Regions from separate parts of the Mus musculus genome. Here region 1 is linked to region 2. The links are chromatin contacts, called in public HiChIP or PLAC-seq maps. All regions are on one chromosome and are shown on one strand. Each heading gives the region's core, a stretch centred on a gene start, on an enhancer-like site or on the middle of the called end of the contact. The rest is flanking DNA. Distances are from core to core; before and after follow the strand shown.

Region 1 (4,732 bases), core at 900-3,399, 41 kb after region 2:
GAGTCTAGCTGAATAAATGGGCACCAGTGAGCATCACTATGGTGCCATGTCTCTTGTGAGACACAGGTGTGAGTTCCAGTCACCTGCTGTCTTCTCCTGCCTATACCCCTCTGTAGCGCTAGGCAGACAGCTGGAAGGACTGCCATAGAGGCTTAGAGTGCAGGGGCTTGGGGTCAAGTGGAGGTGGTGATGCAGGGTAAGTGATGGGGGCAAGAGAGCAGAAGTGGGGGGAAAGAGGAGGGAGGCAGACGTGCAGGGCAGAGGGCAAGGCTGAGGCTGAGGCTGAGGGGGTCTCTGAAGAAAGCACAGACAGCTCCAGCTAGCAGGTGTCCAGGAAATAGCTGACAGGGAGAGACCAGGAGGGCAAGGTCACGCCACAGTTGAGGGGATTTATGTGACTCTGGTGAGCCTTTGGCTAGGTCTGAGCCTGAGTGATGGATTCTATCATGGCAATCCAAACCTGGAGATGGGGCAGGAAAGACAAAGCCCCAGGCAAGTGTTCCCTTTCATGCAGGTCACTGGAGTGAGTTTTAACCCCATGACATCATCTCAATGGTCATCACCATGGTGTCAGCATCATCTGAGTGGGAGGAGAGTGTGATGTACAAATGTACACTGGCCCCTGACTGCCTTTTCCCTCCCGTCCTCCACCTCCCTCCAAACCTGGCAGACTCCTGACTTCCATATGATCATGTTTACACCTCTGAAAAGATCTTTCAGCAACAATGAATGAGTGAAAAGAAACATTGTAAACTGGGGCCTACTGTGAATGCCGTGAAATGTCCTCCTCTGACTCCTGTACTTAAATGCCTGCTTCCTAGTGGGTGATGCCGCCTTGTGGGTGGTTTATGGAACTCTTAGGGGATGTGACAGAGTTGAAGAAATTGGGGTATATTTAGGTTAAGCATATACATGTGTACGTGTGTGTTGGGCTTTATGCTAAGATCTTAGTGTGTTTTAGCTCACTGAAACCTGCTCAGTAGACAGCTTCAGAGAAAGCTCATCCCTCATACTTTGGAGAAGATAAGTCTCAATATTTTTCTCATTTTTCAGGTGAGGAAATTGAAGCACAGAATTATGAAGCCAGGCGAAAGATATATGTGTGCATTTATAATACATGTTTAATATATATTTACAACACATATGTGTTTATAATAATATACATATGTATATATATATATACATATATTGTATTAAGGGAGGTACTAAGTCAGCTTGTGTGAAGATAGCAATAACAGCAGAATCATCCCTGAGGGGCTAGGACAGCAGTCATTCGGTTTTGAGGCTGATTGTCCATTAGTCCCACAGTAGCTGTCTCCCACTGGAGAAGCCAGCACCCAGGAATTGCTCCATCCACAAGGTTGTGTGTCTCAGCAGTGCCAACCTGGCCCTGAAAACCTGGCAGATTCCTGGACCACAGTCATCAGTGGAAGTCTAGGAGCACTGGTTCTACTGTGAGGAAAGGAATCAGCAGCCTCAGGGTAAATCATCGCTGAAGCAAGAGGGGAGGCCAAGTGAATAAGGGCAGTAAGTGGGAGAGGGTCTTCCCCAAGCCACTCACACAATCAGGGCACATCTTCAGTTCAGACAGTTCCGGGGATTCTAATTTATGGAGAGTTGACACTAAAACCAACTGTAATGGGGGGGGGGGGGCGGGGGGCAGGGTATCCTCCTCCATCATACAAAATCCCTTGCTACTGCTGTGTCATAGAGGCATCAGGACTCCATGGGACCTGCATATGGAAGGGCTTGGGAGACCTCAGAGTGGTACACGCCACAGTTGCTGTCCCTGCCACAATTTTCTCTCGCGAACTGTGCCCTCAAACTGTAAGCCAAAACAAAGCCTCTTTCCTTCAGTTACTACTGATAGGTGTTCTGTTAATAATGAGAAACTGGTATGTCTGTATCCCTAGAGGATTACATGTAACTTTTGACAATGGCTGTGGCTTAAACTGACTTTACAAACAGTCTGGAAGCCGTAGACCAGATTGGTGAGATGCTAGTGACAGTTTCAGGCCCTCTGTACCTGCATGTCTGCTGAAGAGGGAGAGGATGTGGCTTTCACCCAGGAGATGCCACACCCAGTACTGAAGTCACATGGTACTGAGTGGCTCAGAGTTCCAGGGCTCCCAACAGGAAGTCGGCCTGAGAGAGTCTGGGAAAACATGTGTGCTGTGATCCCATGTGTACTCCAAGGGAAGGGCGCTGGCTGAGCAGAAGCCCATGGGAATTTCAGAGACGTTCCAACAGCAGGCCACAGAAGAATCAGAGTGTGGGAATGTGCTGAAAGGGGCACAGCCAAGGGCGTGGCAGGGGTGGGGAGGGGAGGGGAGGAGGAATAGAACCTACTGAAAAGGCTCAGAAAGACAAAGCCGCAGGAACTAAAAAGACTCCCCACAACCCTCCAAAGCCGACCTTAGATCCCCAGACTTCAACAAAGGCCTTACTTGTAATTCATAAAAGACAAAAATACCAGTTTGGGCAGGAAGGTGTGGAAAGAGAGAGATGAAGAAAGGTGGCCAGCCTTGCACTCTCACTTCCCATCCTCATGAATTTGAACCTTCTTTAACACACACACACACACACACACACACACACACACACACACCTTTGTGGATCAGGAGCTCTGAGTACTTGAGCATGTGGCCCAGGGTCCCCCAAACTTCTTGTCTTTTGGGTGGATATTTTTTCTTTCTCCTGGCAAGCCCAGCCCATAAGCTCTGAGATCTCGGGCAATAACAGTGAGAAGAAGACTGACTGCAGACTTACAGGGGCTGGAAAGAAGCAGGGTGGACAGGCCAGTGGCTCACCTGCTCACGGGCTCCTGGGAGACCCTGACATGGTAGGAGGGAAGCTGTCCCTTCTGAGAATCTGCAAGTCTCAGACTTTCACAAGCAGCAGAGATGTCAGTAGAGCTGGGACAAGCCAATGCATAGCCCTGAGATGCAGGTGGGTTGCCAAGCAAAACACAGGCTGCTGAGTTACATTTGAATTTCAGAAAGTCCATGGTGCTGAATGAGGACAAAAACTGCATAGTTAATAACCAAAAACATTAATGTGAGGCTAGTTAGCACTGTAATCCGCGAAAGCAGACTTAAGAAATCTTTCCACACATTTGTCCGCACTGTTCCCTGACCCTTAGAGAGGGAGGGTTGCTGTACAAGTCCCATTTGTGGCTAAGTACTCACAGTAGCCTGGTCTCAGCATTTGGAATAGCTGGGAGTCTCTACATTAACCACCATCTAGAAGAACAATACTAATAGATTCTCCCCTTGGGCTAGTGACATCTCTAGCCTTGGGTTTTGACAGTGTTTAAGCTACCAGGTATAACTTTTGTGAAGCAGGCCTCAAAGCCAATGAAGAGAACATCTGTTACCTTCATAAACAGTCTTGCCGCTATTGTACCGGTAAACATGTATCGCCTGATAGGTCAATATTATAACAATCAGGGTCCAGTAAATAAGAACATTGATTGCCCTACTCCCCAACAGCCTACACAACACTTTCCAGAACTACAACACTGACCAGGAGGAAACAGTTCCTGGTCAATTTAATATCAATTTGTTTGTGTCCTATAATCAGTGAAAGGGTCTTGTTATTTAGTTATAGTGGGGAACCAAGAGCCAAGACAACTGCCTATATTCTTTGGAAGCCTGTATTCGAGCCTCCCTGATCAATCATCCATGGGGAGGTGGTAACTTGTGCCTAGGGTCCAGATTTCCATGTAAGAACCTGTGTCTTTTTGGAACAGAATTGCTCACTTATGTTTGGTACCTCTGCTCAAACTCCTTTTTAAAGAAATGTATTTTTAACTAGTTTACAAACTAGTGGTGTCTCCTAACAGTTTTTCATACACCCTTAGTTAGGATTAATCCACTCTCTGCCCCTCCTTTCCCTAACTCTGCTCCCACCCCCTCACGAGTTTAGTGACCTTTTCAGGAACCTAGCTTCTGTGTCCTGGATTAGCCCCTATTTCCCCATTTTTCTACCTTTTCCCTTCTTTCAGCTCACTGAGAATCTTTGCATTCTTTTTCCGCGGAGTCTCGGAACAGAGATTATTTATTCGAAGTCTCCTCTCTCTTCTAACGCACGTATTTACTGCCGTAAATTTCCCTCTCAGAGTTCCATGAGTCCCACCCCTCCCCCCTTCTGATATCTGTGCCTTCTCATTTTTATTTAAAAGCAGTTTTTCTTTTTCAGTTTCTCTTGACACTGCCTCTTTGACCAGTGAACTGTCAAGTCTTTGGGGGACTTGTTCATTCACCGCTGTTATTGATTTCTGCCTTATTTATTGGGGTCCAAGAACACACCTGTATGCTTTCAATCTTTGCAGATCTGGTGACATTTCTTTTGTGAGCCAGAATGTGCCCTGTCTCGATGGCTATCTCGGGAGTCCCTGGGGGAAGATGTGTATTCCACTGTCGTTGAATGGATATGCCAGAGAGAGAGAGAGAGGGAAAAAAAAAGATTCCTGTCCTGGATACTTCTCAGATGGCTTTCAATTTAAAAATCAATGAATCTTCTTTTTTGAATTATCTGTTTAATGTTTTTGAACCACGGTTGATCACAGGGAGCTGAAACTGTGGCGAAAGCAGGGCTTTCAGGGTGGAGACTTCCCAGACAGCCTCCTGCCCAAAGCCTCCTTACGTTAACGTCTTGTAACTAACACAGTCCCGTGTCCCGGTTAACGGCGTATTGTTACTGACAAGGTCAACATTTTATTGAGATCTCC
Region 2 (5,039 bases), core at 1,617-4,116:
ATATACCCCAAGGTCTTCCCAAGGTTCACAGTCATAAGAGTCTCACTCTTCCTCCACAGTGAGGAAGGCAGGACACCAGGCAGGACCTTCAAGCTCTCACAGCACTTCCACCAGAAGCAGACAGAGTTTGTGCTGTGGAGACCTCTGCACAAAATGTCTCAGGGCAGATATCCCATGATGATGAAGACAAGAGGAGACAGGGCCACAAGTCCCAGGTTAGTCCCAGGTTGAGCCTACCATGACAGCAGGATTCTGGGCAACTTCCACTGTCATCAAGTCTGAAGCACTTTCTGTTTGTCACAGTGCTAGGTTACAAAGGTAACCGTGTACATCTTTCCCTGGGTCCTGGTAGTCTGAACTCAGGTCCTGCTGCTTGCACGTCACGCTCTTTACTTACCATGGAGCCACCCCCTCAATGCACAAACTGTGGTTTCGGGCACCCGTTTTCACACTTGTCCTTAGTCTTTTTCCTGCCTTGTTCAATAACTCTCTTCTAATTACTTAAGAGACCCGTCAGTCCATCCCTGCTATTTCTTATGGTAAGAGGCCATTGGCTGTCAGAATCCACATGACTGCCTGACCTCTATATGACGGATCAAAATCAATGCCTAAAACAAAACACAACACCACCAAGCCATAATCCAGCAATCCTCACATGAGGTTTGAAGACACAAAACCCAGCGATAGGCTCACTGCTGTGACCTGCATATATGTGACGACATGGGAACCCATGTAAGTGTGCTCAGCCCACAGACATACTGTGCCACAATTCTTGATCCCATGACGTGGCATTTCTCTGGTTACTTGGACAGCTTACTTACCAAGAGCACCAAACCAACTAGGAATGATGGGCTCTCTCTATTGGCTACCTCTGGCTTGTCAATCACTTTCTGTAAAAGTCCTGTGGCCAACTACAAACATGCAAACTATGTGCCTTCAGAGGACTGGAAACTAAGTGGACCAGGGAGAGGTAAGATACTGGAGTCCTGCCTCCATCCAGGCCCTTTCCTGAATTCCTGGCAGGTGCTAACTCCTTGGGCCCCTTGCGCGGGGGTAGATGAACAATGATCTAGAAGTCCAAGGTCTCCAGAAGTGGGTCAGCAGGACCTGGGGCCCACTGGCCTCCCTTCTAATCCAATCTTAATCTTGCTATCCAAGTTTTGTGGCTTCAGGGTGTGGCCCCAGAGAGCTGGGACCCACCCACAGTTATCTAAACACAGATAAACAATCTTCAGGCAGAGCCACAGAACTAGCCAGGAAAAGATTCAAACCCTGTGTTGACCTGTGAAGCCTTTGGCGACTCCTTGGGTTCCGTGTATAGAACTGCTCTAGGATAGGAATTCTTCTCAAAGGTATTTGGAGGCTTTCTTTCTCTGAAGCTTGCACTCTGATTTATTTAAGCCAAGTTAGTGCCTGCCTCTTGTGGAAGCCAGCTTCAAAATTCATGTCTCACCCGATTCTCCCAATCATAAGGGTGTGAACTATTTCAAAGGGTGGGGTGCGACTGCGGCTCTAGACTACCCTGGTCCTTCCTGCACCCCAGAGTTCGTTTAACAAACTCTGTGCTCGGTCAGGGGCAGGACCCAAAATGATTGTCATCAGCCCAGGCATGCTGAAGAAGCCGAACACAGTATTCCTGACAAGGAGACAGCCAAGAGACCTCTCAGGTACATTCCAGGAGAAAGCTGAACGTGTGTGACTATCCTCTTCACAGAGGGCCAGGCAATGCTGATATCATGCAAAGACCCGAGCCGGCAAACTCCTGTTACGCTCAGAGTGAATGGAGCTGCTCTCAGGGCTCATTCAGTTAGGTTGCTGACTCATTCTTAACCCGGGAAGCCCCACACGCCCCAGTGAGTTGCTCAGAACAGGCTCCTGTCTTCCCTGCAGCCTGCTATGCAGCTTTTTAAGCAAATGACCGCTTTTTAGATTTGCTTTAAAAGTGGCACAGCAGTTACTGTAACTGTTTATTTGACAGTAAAGATGTTTGTAAGAATAGCAGTAACTCAGCCCACTCCCTTCCCCCATCTTCCACCATGCCCTTCCTGGTCCCTAGCCTGTGGCTTTTCTTTCTGCTTTTGAACACATTTTCCACCTGGAGCGTTAAAGGGAAGCACGGGATGTAGCGTGTTCAGAGAAAAGACAAAATTCTGCCTCGCTGCCATACTTCTTGCCCTGAAGCTGGACAGCTCAGGCCTGGCTGCCTGAGTCAGAGACCAGAAGCTGCCCCCGGGGTTGGCTCTTCCTTCTGCTTCTTAGGAGCGGAAACTAGTTCAACCTCAGTGCCCAGTTAACACAAACTCACCCACCTCCGTCTCTGACCTTCACTTTAGCTTCTAGCTAGGAATCCGTGGTGGCTTCCTTCCCAGGCAAGCCTCACGCTCTCCTCTGAGACAGCATAACACACAGCCACCATCCACAAGGCACAGCTCAGAAACTTCCTCCAAGAGTCCCGCAACAGACACAACAGGTGGGCTGGAGGCAGAGGGAGCCACTTTTCTGACCTCACAAAACCTTCAAAGTCTGGGAGAAGCAGTGTCTACCCCAGAACACAGCAGCTGTCACAGCTCAGAGGTGCACGGAAAACATCTTTGACTGAGAGTACTCACCAGGGAGAAGCTGATAGACGGGTCCGCCTGCCTTCCCAGCCACTGTGCTGTGAAGATCCCAAGATATGCGCAGCTTGCCTGGAAAGTCACTTTGAAACTTAGAAAGCAGACACTGCAAAGTCACCCAGTCCCCTCATTCTCAGAGATGTCCACATGATTAGGAAAAAAAAAAAAAAAGACAAGAAAAGAAAAAAAAAAACTGCAAAGCAGACACCTCAGTCTTCATTGTCACTGGAACCAGATGACTCGTGCTGACTCAGAGCCACCACTTCCTCTCCCGACATTCTCTTCATACTTTGTGAGCCCGCCTGGTCTGGTTCCCAGGGTCTCTACCACCCTTCCGGAAAGAGCAGCTTCCCAGACCTTGGGTGTGGAAGCCCCAGGCTTGTAGCCAGTGATCACCCTCATCAGGGAGGAGACGCTTTGGTTAGGAGACTTGGGGGTAACTGAAAATAAAAGGCAGAGATCTCACATGCACACGGGTGCTGTAACACGCTGGCCGTCCACAGAAGAGGGAAGAACCCATTTTTGCTATTTCCTTAAGGCATCTGAGTTTGCTTGGCCCTGATATCCCCTATTTCAGTCCATGATTTTTTTTTTTCTGCACAGAGTTTTGATCTAAAATCATTATATCTATTCTGAGCTGGCTGTTAGCATGTGTGACTTAGTCTTGCTAGGCTAAATCACATGAATAAAAGAACCAAGGAGTAAAAAACAAAGTTATGGTTCTCTAACTTTGAAAGAATCCTGAACGTTTCCATGCAAGAACCAAGAGCCCGCCTCTATGTCTGAGTTTTCTTTTGAATGATGCAGAGGGCGGGGCTGTCTTCCGCAGCTTCAAGCTTTTTTGAACTATGAGAAGTACTCCAGAGAAAGCGGAACCCATGTACCACTGAGCAGCCTCTGGTGAGGCCAGGTAGGGTTGCTGTGATTGTTGATATCTTTGCCCACCCCTCCCTGCCCCCAAAAGTCAGCACTGTCCAAAAAAAAAAAAAAAAAAAAAAAAAAAAAGCAGAGGTTTCACTTTTGAAACGTACATTTCAGTATATCAGAGAATCTTAACACAGCATACGTAAGAGCAGATATGTGTGCCAGAGAGTCTCTTAAACAGGTTAGGGAAAAGCTAACAGTATAGGCAGGGAGGAGAGAGAATTTGGGGGTACAGGGGCAAGGGAAGAAACTCATCCATTCATAGGTCAAGACCCCTCTGAGGGTCAAATGACCCTTTCCCAGGGGACAACCAAGACCATTGGAAATCACAGATATTTATATTATAATTCATAACAGTAGCAAAACTCCAGTTATGAAGTAGCAATGGAAATAATCTCCAGTTGGGGCTCCCCACAACATGAGGAGCTTATTAAAGGAGTAGCAGGGCTAGGAAGGTTGAGAATGTTCAGTCCTAAGGAGACGGAGGATTTGGCCTTGGCAACAGCTTGCAAGTACATTGTCCTCTAAAGCCTCCAAACACCAGTCCAGCTCCTCCAGGACATCGTGTTGTTTGAGCAGGCTATCTAGCACAGTCTGCCCAGACTTCCGAGAACAGCAAAATATATGAGGGGAGGGCTTTTCAATACAAACCATAACTGGTTATCATTAAAAGACCGATATACTTGGCCCATTTGCAAAATCCAGACAATGGTAGTTCCTTCCTCTGTATGAAAATGAAAAGCTAACTCCAGGGTCTGTAACTGTGGTGAGTGTCTCTGTTCTCTTATACCACTGAGCAGGTCAAAGCTGGCCTCTGACAATGTGTGTGGTTTGCTGTTGAAAGTTTTCCTACCAGTATAGTATTTGAGTCACGGGCCACAACCAAAAGTCTAGGCTCAAAGAGACGACTTGCACACTAAAGAGGTAACCTCTTGTTAAAATTCAGAGCCTATGAATAAAATGCACGACCACAAACGGTTATTTAACAATGCGGACAGTAGTGAAGACAATGGCAGCGTACTGAGAGCAAAGGACAGGAAGTGTGGAGTTCAGTCATTCACAGACTCAACAAATGTGGTCCAGATGCCAGGCTCTGATGCTGAGCCTTGGGAAACAGCAGGGGGTGGGGTCGGGAGGGAAGGTCCCCTGTGCTCAGGAAGCTTGTATTCTCAAGGGATAGGACAGAAAATAAGCACACAGGACGAACTCGAGATCATGATGTGGTCAGTGTGAAAAATTGCTAATAAAGTCAAAGCCATTGAGATGAGTGGGCTGCTGAGACAGGCCTGGGGCTGGGGAAGGAGGCAAGGAAGGGGCTGGGCTGCTGTGCCTGCTGGAATAAGATAGCATGAGACAGGCTGGATTATATGAGAGTGGAGGGGTCTGATTGGAATTTTCCAAGGATAACACTTGCTAAAAGCAGAGCACATGGGAGTCTGGTCACCTCCACTTTGGGTCTGATGAGGGTGATGGAATCCAAGCAATGTGTGCAGTCAGAGG

The links. HiChIP or PLAC-seq counts read pairs in DNA pulled down with a chosen protein or histone mark.
Region 1: an H3K27ac HiChIP or PLAC-seq map of embryonic fibroblasts shows a contact between it and region 2, with 42 read pairs. The contact joins the enhancer-like site here to the promoter of Morrbid in region 2. A contact is called at or near these places in 1 of 15 datasets of contacts at CTCF or cohesin (CD8 T cells), 41 of 484 Hi-C or Micro-C datasets (the AML12 cell line, B cells, the C2C12 cell line and 27 more), 11 of 115 datasets of contacts at active chromatin or transcription factors (CD8 T cells, the SCID.adh cell line, bone marrow-derived dendritic cells and 7 more) and 1 of 9 other capture datasets (bone marrow-derived macrophages).

The regions. Positions count from the first base shown.
Region 1 is chr2:128,468,407-128,473,138 of GRCm38.p6, forward strand. No RefSeq gene overlaps it. Among named protein-coding and RNA genes, the nearest start is that of Gm36154, 4.3 kb to the left of the region's middle. Within about 2 kb of position 2,150, at least 85 of the 459 cell types and tissues checked have an H3K27ac peak or open chromatin away from gene starts, as enhancers often do. A contact at or near this core is called in the C2C12 cell line, CD8 T cells, CD8 central memory T cells and 13 more, where this site is marked.
Region 2 is chr2:128,426,485-128,431,523 of GRCm38.p6, forward strand. Morrbid (myeloid RNA regulator of BCL2L11 induced cell death) reads right to left here and starts at 2,867. Exons shown (of 3, transcript NR_028589.1): 1 at 2,610-2,867. It overlaps Gm36154 (a long non-coding RNA gene), which reads right to left. Exons shown (of 3, transcript XR_374969.3): 3 at 4,313-5,039.